Linked DNA regions of Sus scrofa: region 2 is linked to region 1. Evidence: chromatin contacts called from public HiChIP or PLAC-seq data. All regions are on one chromosome and are shown on one strand. The core of a region is the stretch at or near the end of the contact, and the rest is flanking DNA. Distances in the headings are between cores, read along the strand shown.

Region 1 (3,590 bases), core at 327-2,826:
TAGCTTAATAAGATGTTGAAATGAACGTACTGGGTTAGCATTTTCTTGGTGTTTCCCTATACTTGAGCTAGGTTTTGTCAACCATATATTTTACATGTGCTTACAATTTACAGTTGCATATGCATAATCTATAATATATTTCTTGAAATTACTTACATTGGTTTCTTTTGACACTTTAGAAACAAACTTGATTACATGTACAGGTTAAAAACATAGCTAAAAAAACAGACACTTGATTTTTAATTATCTTGTCATTTTAAAAGTATTAAAAAAAAGATTAACTCTTAGTTTTAAAAACTGGTTTACATAGTGATTTTTATTACCTGAAGCAATCTTTAGCCAGAAAATAGTACTTATAATGTTGGTAATATTAGTGAAAATGTATTTAACCAGATTAGATTAAGTATATTTTAGATAATGTTGCTAAATTTTAGTAAAGCTTTATTTTTGAAGGAAAAAACTCCAATGAATTATATATTACTCCAAGCTTCAATTTTATTGCAATTGCTTTTATTTGAATATTTCTAGGGTAAAAAATAAAGCTACAAGGCAGAAATTAAAATTACATTAGAGATGCTTATCCTAATTATTATCAGCTACTTTATATGTTATATATAAGTTTATCATAAACATGACATGTAATTTTGATAGAATTTAACTGAGGCAGTGATGTTTTGTAGCTAAAAACAATGGTTCTTTGAGAATTTACTGCAACAATCTGCTGAAAGGATATTTTGTTTGGTCTTCACAAGTAGGTATTCTTTTAAAGAATAAAGCACAATATAGCTAACCAACTTGCTCAAAGAATAGAGGCAGTGGTTATAAATTAGACATTTCTTCCATTCTTTAGAAGGAGACGAGCTCTGAAGGAGTCTAGTTAAACAATTTCAAAGTCCATAAATTACTCAGTTTACCAGAAGCAGTGCTTTCCAGCAACTTCTGCTCCTTTAAAAGTATCATTTTTTTCACTCCTGCTCCATTCAGCTGTCTTCAAAATTTAATTTTTTTTCATTTCCTGTTCACATTCTATGATTCTTATTGCCAGAAAGATCATAGAAAGTTCTGTTTACAAGTTTCTGTAAGTTGTTCTTCATTAATCGCATGAGATTGTAATTCTTACAAAAATTGCATTTGTTTTTTCATCAAAGCATTCATTTTATTTTCTGTTCTTCCCTCCAGTGCTCCCCTTGTTTACTTTTATTCAAAGGTTAAAACGTGTAGCCCCCCTTATGCTCTATTAAAGTTTCCTATTTATAGCTCTCAACTATTTTGTCAGCTCTATTCTTAACCCTGCATGATGCCATCACTTCATTGGTCGCTAAGTTACAAGGAAGCTCTGTGTACTGTAACACAGAAAGTCCAACTTGCAAGCTGCATCACCCTAAAGCTGCATTAAAATAGTAGAGAATGTTGTTGGGTGATAGTTCTTGAAATAGCTAGACTTCTTTATGAAAAAAAATGTAATGAAATACACAGGCTAAGAGCATGAACACCTCTCTTTCTCTGCTTCCTTGGGTTCCACACAGTGGTGGATCTGAACCTTCTCAAAGAAGAAGTGAGGCTATACAGCTGCACCCCTAGGAACTTTTCAGTGTCTATCAGGGAAGAGCTGAAGAGAACAGACACCATCTTCTGGCCAGGCTGCCTCCTCGTCAAGCGTTGTGGCGGGAACTGTGCCTGCTGCATGCACACCTGCAATGAGTGTCAGTGTGTCCCCAGCAAAGTCACCAAGAAATATCACGAGGTATGTATGTCCTTTCCTGGTTCTTTTGGTGGTATTGTGCCTAAAAAAAAAAAAAAATGTGAAACACTGTACCAGAAATAGATTTTTGTTTGGAAAGGAAATGTAGTCTTTGTGAAAACAAAACAAAATCAAGGTTTACATCATAGTTCATGTTTTTATTTATTTTTTTATTAGGACTTTGAACTCAGAAACCCAGACATCAGGGATTTAGAAAGCTTGTTTTCTGATAGCACATCATGGGTGCTTAGGGGAGTTTTTCTCTCTTGTACAAAAAAGAAACATGATCTTCCATGGGGGCATAAAATGGGTTAAGTGTTTCACTTTTTCAGAATATGAACAGAAAATATTTTAAGGACAAACTTGGAGGTAAATAATGGTCTATTTTGGAGAAAAGAGGTCTTTTTTCCATTTGGGGCAGTACAGGCACACAAATCCCAAGAGACGTATTCGTAATTACACTTCCTGTTATTCTTTATTTATATCTTCCTTTTATTCATGCTGTCCCCAGTAGCATGTTAAACCTTTTATGGATTCTTTACCCTTCTACCTCTAGTTTATGGAATTAAGGAAAATATAATAATAAATGTTAGCAATTACCATTTTTTTTAAGGCCTGGGAACCTTAGAATGTACACATTTTGGTATTGTTTTTGGTTTTGATTTTTATGTATTTATTTTTTTTTTATTTTTTGTCTTTCTGCCTTTTCTAGGGCCGCACCTGAGGCATACGGACGTTCCCAGGCTAGGGGTCTAATCGGAGCTGTAGCCACCAGCCTACACCACAGCCACAGCAATGCGGGATCCGAGCAGCGTCTGCAACCTACACCACAGCTCATGGCAACACTGGATCCTTAACCCACTGAGCAAGGCCAGGGATCGAACCTGCAACCTCATGGTTCCTAGTCAGATTCATGAGCCATGACGGGAACTCGTAAATTTTTTATTATAGTTGATTTACAGTGTTCTATCAATTCAGGTTTTCATTATCCCCAGTGATATCCTCTCTCCAGCAGCAGCATGGCATGCAGCTTTCATACCTCAGGAAGCAATCCCTTCTTAAGGAGTCAACTTCAATTTTTACAAAACATTTTTTTAAAAACTTTAGTTTTTCCAAAACTGAGCCAAAATCTGCCTTCTGACTTCATTTCAATATGGCTTTCTTAGTTTTTTTTTTTCTACCAAATAAAAGAATAACACAAAATAAATTTCTACATAATAAATAAAATGATTTTTCCTGTACATGAAGATATCATTGAGGCCTCATCTGTTGGGTTGTGTCATCTGAACATGCAGTGTCATAAACCACCCTCATGTCATGTGGTTGCCTGGACTTTAACCAACATTGTGTCGGCAGTTGATTAAGTGGAAAAAAGGCACTGGATTCCAGAACAGATGCTCCTGTTCCCATTCTAGATCCACCATTAACTTGTCGTAACCATCCACAAGACATTCAACCTTCATAAAATAAGTGTCAACTGTGATCATCTCTCAGATCTCTCATAGGGTGTTATTCTGTGACAGCCATTAGATGACAGTTTTTAGTAGATAACATCCCAAACTGTCAGTGTGTGATTAAAAATAGGACTATTTACTGCCATCACTCCAGTTCTCCTTTCATTGCTACAGCACATGCTTCTAAAGATCCTTGTCCTGGGAACACCCTGCACTCCTATTTCAGGAAGTAGGTAGTCACAAGCTTGCTGGAGCTCCAGCCCAGCTCTGCCCTGAGGCCAGGCTCTGCCCAGAAGATGGCTTTATTGCTACTCCATGAACTGGGAGTCTAGTCAAGAATATAGCCTTAATATGGTAGTTTTAAAACACAGTAAAATTGAAATTCCTTAAAGGGT
Region 2 (3,590 bases), core at 747-3,246, 180 kb before region 1:
ATGAAAGTTCGCAGGCTAGGGGTTGAATCGGAGCTACAGCTGCTTGCCTACACCACAGACATACCACAGATCTAAGCCGAGTCTGCGACCTACACCATAGCTCATGGCAATGCCGCATCCTTAACCCACTGAGCAGGGCCAGGGATCAAACCTGCATCCTTATGGATACCAGTTGGATTTGTTACTGCTGAGCTGCATTGGGAACACCAAGCCCTCATTACTTTTCTTGTGTGACTGCTTTTCCTTTGTTTCTGCATTCCCAATCCTTTTCCTGGAGTCCGCTCTTTAGACCTCAGGAAAGCCTCGGGAGATCAAAGCTTTTTTACACAAATAGGAAATGAGGACACGGAGGGGCTTTTGTACCTGCCAGGACCTCACAGGTTCCTGACTAGCAAGGGTCGGTCAGGATAGGTTTATGACATATATGGGAAGTTACAGTGGCTGACGTGCAGGTCAAGATCAGAGAAATGTTTTCCTAGAGCTTCTCAGAGGCGAAGTCAGCTTCATCACCCAAGATCTTCCTCTAGTCACTGCTGATTTCCTGACACAGTGGATTCCCTGGAGGCTGAGCTAGACTTGCATCTTTCTTACTCACTGATACCAGTTAACATTGAGTAACAGTGGGTGGAGCATTTAAGCACTGCTGGTTCTTAGGTTCCTAGGGAAGACAGTTTGAGACTCTTTGGAAGGTAAGATCACCAAGCCCAGATGTTTTAGAGGGTCTAAACTCACTGAGATGATCTGTTAATAGATGGCTGTTAATATTCACCTTAGCCTTGTGATGGGTCTTTATTAACTGTTTTTATTTTTTTACTTCCAGTTTCGTTGATATATAGTTGACATTATAGCACTGTGTAAGTTTAAGGTGTCCAGCATCATGATTTGATGTACATAAATAATGAAATGATTAGTGAATATCCATCATCCATATAGATACAAAATAAAAGAAAGAGAAGACATTTTTTTCCTCTTAGGACTTACTCTCTTAATTCCCATACATAACATATAGCAGCATTAATTATATTTATCATGTGGTGTGTTACATCACTGCAACTTATATATTTTACAGCTGGAAGTTTGTATCTTTTAACTACCTTTATGTGATAGATCTTTATCTCAGACATTATTTCCAGCTAAAAGTGGTAGATAAGGGAGTTCCCATTGTGAAGCAGTAGAAATGAATTTGACTAGTATCCATGAGGATGTGGGTTTGATCCCTGGCCTCACTCAGTGGGTCAGGGATCCATTGTTGCCGTGAGCTGTTGTGTAGGTCTCCGATGCGGCTCGGATCCCCAGTTGCTGTGGCTGTGGTGTAGGCTGGAAGCTGAAGCTCTGCCTTGACGCCTACCTTGGGAACTTTCATATGCCTCGGGTGTGGCCCTAAAAAGCAAAAAAAAAAAAAAAAAAACACCCCAAAAACAAAAGAAAGTGATAGATAATCTGAGATCTGTATGGTGACTATTTAACACAACTTACTAAACTGAAATCTCAGAGTTTTCCTAAGAGTTTTACATGGAAACTATTTGTTATATCCATAGCATATCCACATGTTTGCTCTCTGATCACAGTGTTGTAATTATTCACACACACACACGTTATGTGTACCTACTGCTTCTTTCGCTTATTGTTATCGGTATTTTTTTTTTCTTTTGTCACATCATGGTAGTGTGTGTACTAACTGTTTCTCAGAAGTTTTCAAACTTTAACCTTCTAGAAATGTACATGGATAGGCTGTGGTTATTTCTCTGTTCACACAGCTGTAATGTTACTAGAAGAAATTGCCTCTTTATGGAGTGTGTTTTCCTCCTGCTGAATCTTAAAGGCTTATTTTCAAGTATTTCTGGAGCTGTCACCTGTTAAAGGATAGTGATCTTACACTTTGTAGATATTTTTATCATGAGAGAAGAGAAGCTGGAAGAGTAAAATGCATTCGGTGTTGGATAACATCATAGACTTTTTGAATCCTGTTTGCGTTGAGCCCCTGGACCCTCCTTTTCTGGCCAGGCTTCAGAAGCACCAGTGAGCACACGGGAATGGCATGTATTTATACTCGTGTAAATAAGATCCTGTATACTTTCCACTGAGAACATGCAGGCAGCCCTTTTATGGTCAGCAAGGGGTTTTCCCTCTGGCCTTTAGGCAGACGATGAGGCAAGGTGCCAGGAGAGTGTATTTTTTGATTCCATCCATAAGAATAGTTTCACAAGCTGGTTCCCTTTTATAAAATCTTAGAATTGTTTTTGTGATGCTTGCTGTTATTCACCAATAGATCATCCAGGAACTTAGGAAGGGTTTTATGCAAAAAGAAAACACTTTTGGTTTTTGCTTTTTTTCAGATGCATCTCTGTTCCTGTTCAGTTTTAGTTTTGTTTACAGGTTCAGCTTAAAAAATAGATGGTGTCACCTTATAATTTTGATCAGATCTTATTTGGTTCAGAATTTCTAGAGTTTCTTCCAGGAATATATGGTATCTTGTTTTGTCCTCTAAGTAACTTTCATGATTGTCTTTGAGGAAGAATCTCGTGTATTTTATACCCAAGGAAGTTACTAACCAGCCTGAAAGGATGATGGGTTTTTAGGAAACAATGTTGAGAAAAACACATGTTTGATATTTTCTTTTGATTTGATGTTGTTTTTAATAACATTGATCATAATAACAGTATTTTGAAACTGAGCTTTCTAGAAGATGATAGACTTAACAAGAAACCACACTCTTTCTCTCAGCACAGTTTTCCTGTGAAAAATGGTGGCGTGTCCAGCTTTAAATCCAAGATTTTCTCTATAATTACAACATGGAGTATGTGGAGAGGCAATAACTGTTCATGTGGTCCCCTCATCCTGCCCAGCCTCTCATCTGAAAGGGAGCACTTCATTTTTAATCGTTTTATGTAAGTTGCTCAGCCTCTTGGAGAACACTTTAAATAGCGCTATTTATAAACTGTGTACATTATTAAAGCAAAGTTCTCCTCTCTCTTATCTTTTGTTCACCTCATAGATCTGTACCCATCCCTTCAGATCCCTACCTCAGCGATCCCCGTGTTTGCATGGCCTTTCCTCATGATTCGGCACTTACGTTACCAAACCCAAGTTCCTGTGCCCAATGCACAGTGAGGCCAAACACATTGAAACAGAGTTTGGGGCAGATAAAAGTTTATTGAGGGCCATGCAGTGAGACAAGTGGCCCTTGCCCCAGAAACCCCAGACTCCCTGAAGGGTTTCAGCAAAGCATTTTTAAAGGCAAGATGAGGGAGGGGGTGTGGTTAGTTGTTGCAAACTTCTTGGTGTCAGAATCCTTTGTTCTCATAGCTGTCCACGTAGGTCAGGTCCTGATGTTCCTGTACACCTCCAGTAAGACAAATGTTATTCTCTGTTCTGCAACTTTTCATCTCTATGTGAATGGAAACATGTTAAACCTTTAAAGGTCAGAGCCTTGAGAATGGGTGATCCTGTATATATTTCAGCCTATAGACAGTATTCTTAAAGCAAAAGCAATAGAATACAAAGGCTAAAGTAAAAGAAGCAGATACAATATGGAGTCAGTTTTGTTCTTCCCTTTTGCACTTTCTGAGCATCAGCATCAAACAGATAAT

The links. HiChIP or PLAC-seq counts read pairs in DNA pulled down with a chosen protein or histone mark.
Region 2: an H3K27ac HiChIP or PLAC-seq map of skeletal muscle shows a contact between it and region 1. The contact joins two enhancer-like sites. A contact is called at or near these places in 3 of 47 Hi-C or Micro-C datasets (alveolar macrophages, heart right ventricle and skeletal muscle) and 2 of 2 datasets of contacts at active chromatin or transcription factors (alveolar macrophages and skeletal muscle).

The regions. Positions count from the first base shown.
Region 1 is chr8:45,587,032-45,590,621 of Sscrofa11.1, reverse strand. PDGFC (platelet-derived growth factor C) reads left to right here. Exons shown (of 6, transcript XM_021101285.1): 5 at 1,527-1,744. Among named protein-coding and RNA genes, the nearest start is that of PDGFC, 220 kb to the left of the region's middle. Within about 2 kb of position 1,576, at least 12 of the 83 cell types and tissues checked have an H3K27ac peak or open chromatin away from gene starts, as enhancers often do. A contact at or near this core is called in alveolar macrophages and skeletal muscle, where this site is marked.
Region 2 is chr8:45,770,502-45,774,091 of Sscrofa11.1, reverse strand. All of the region lies in intron 1 of PDGFC (platelet-derived growth factor C), which reads left to right. Among named protein-coding and RNA genes, the nearest start is that of PDGFC, 36 kb to the left of the region's middle. Within about 2 kb of position 1,996, at least 24 of the 83 cell types and tissues checked have an H3K27ac peak or open chromatin away from gene starts, as enhancers often do. A contact at or near this core is called in alveolar macrophages and skeletal muscle, where this site is marked.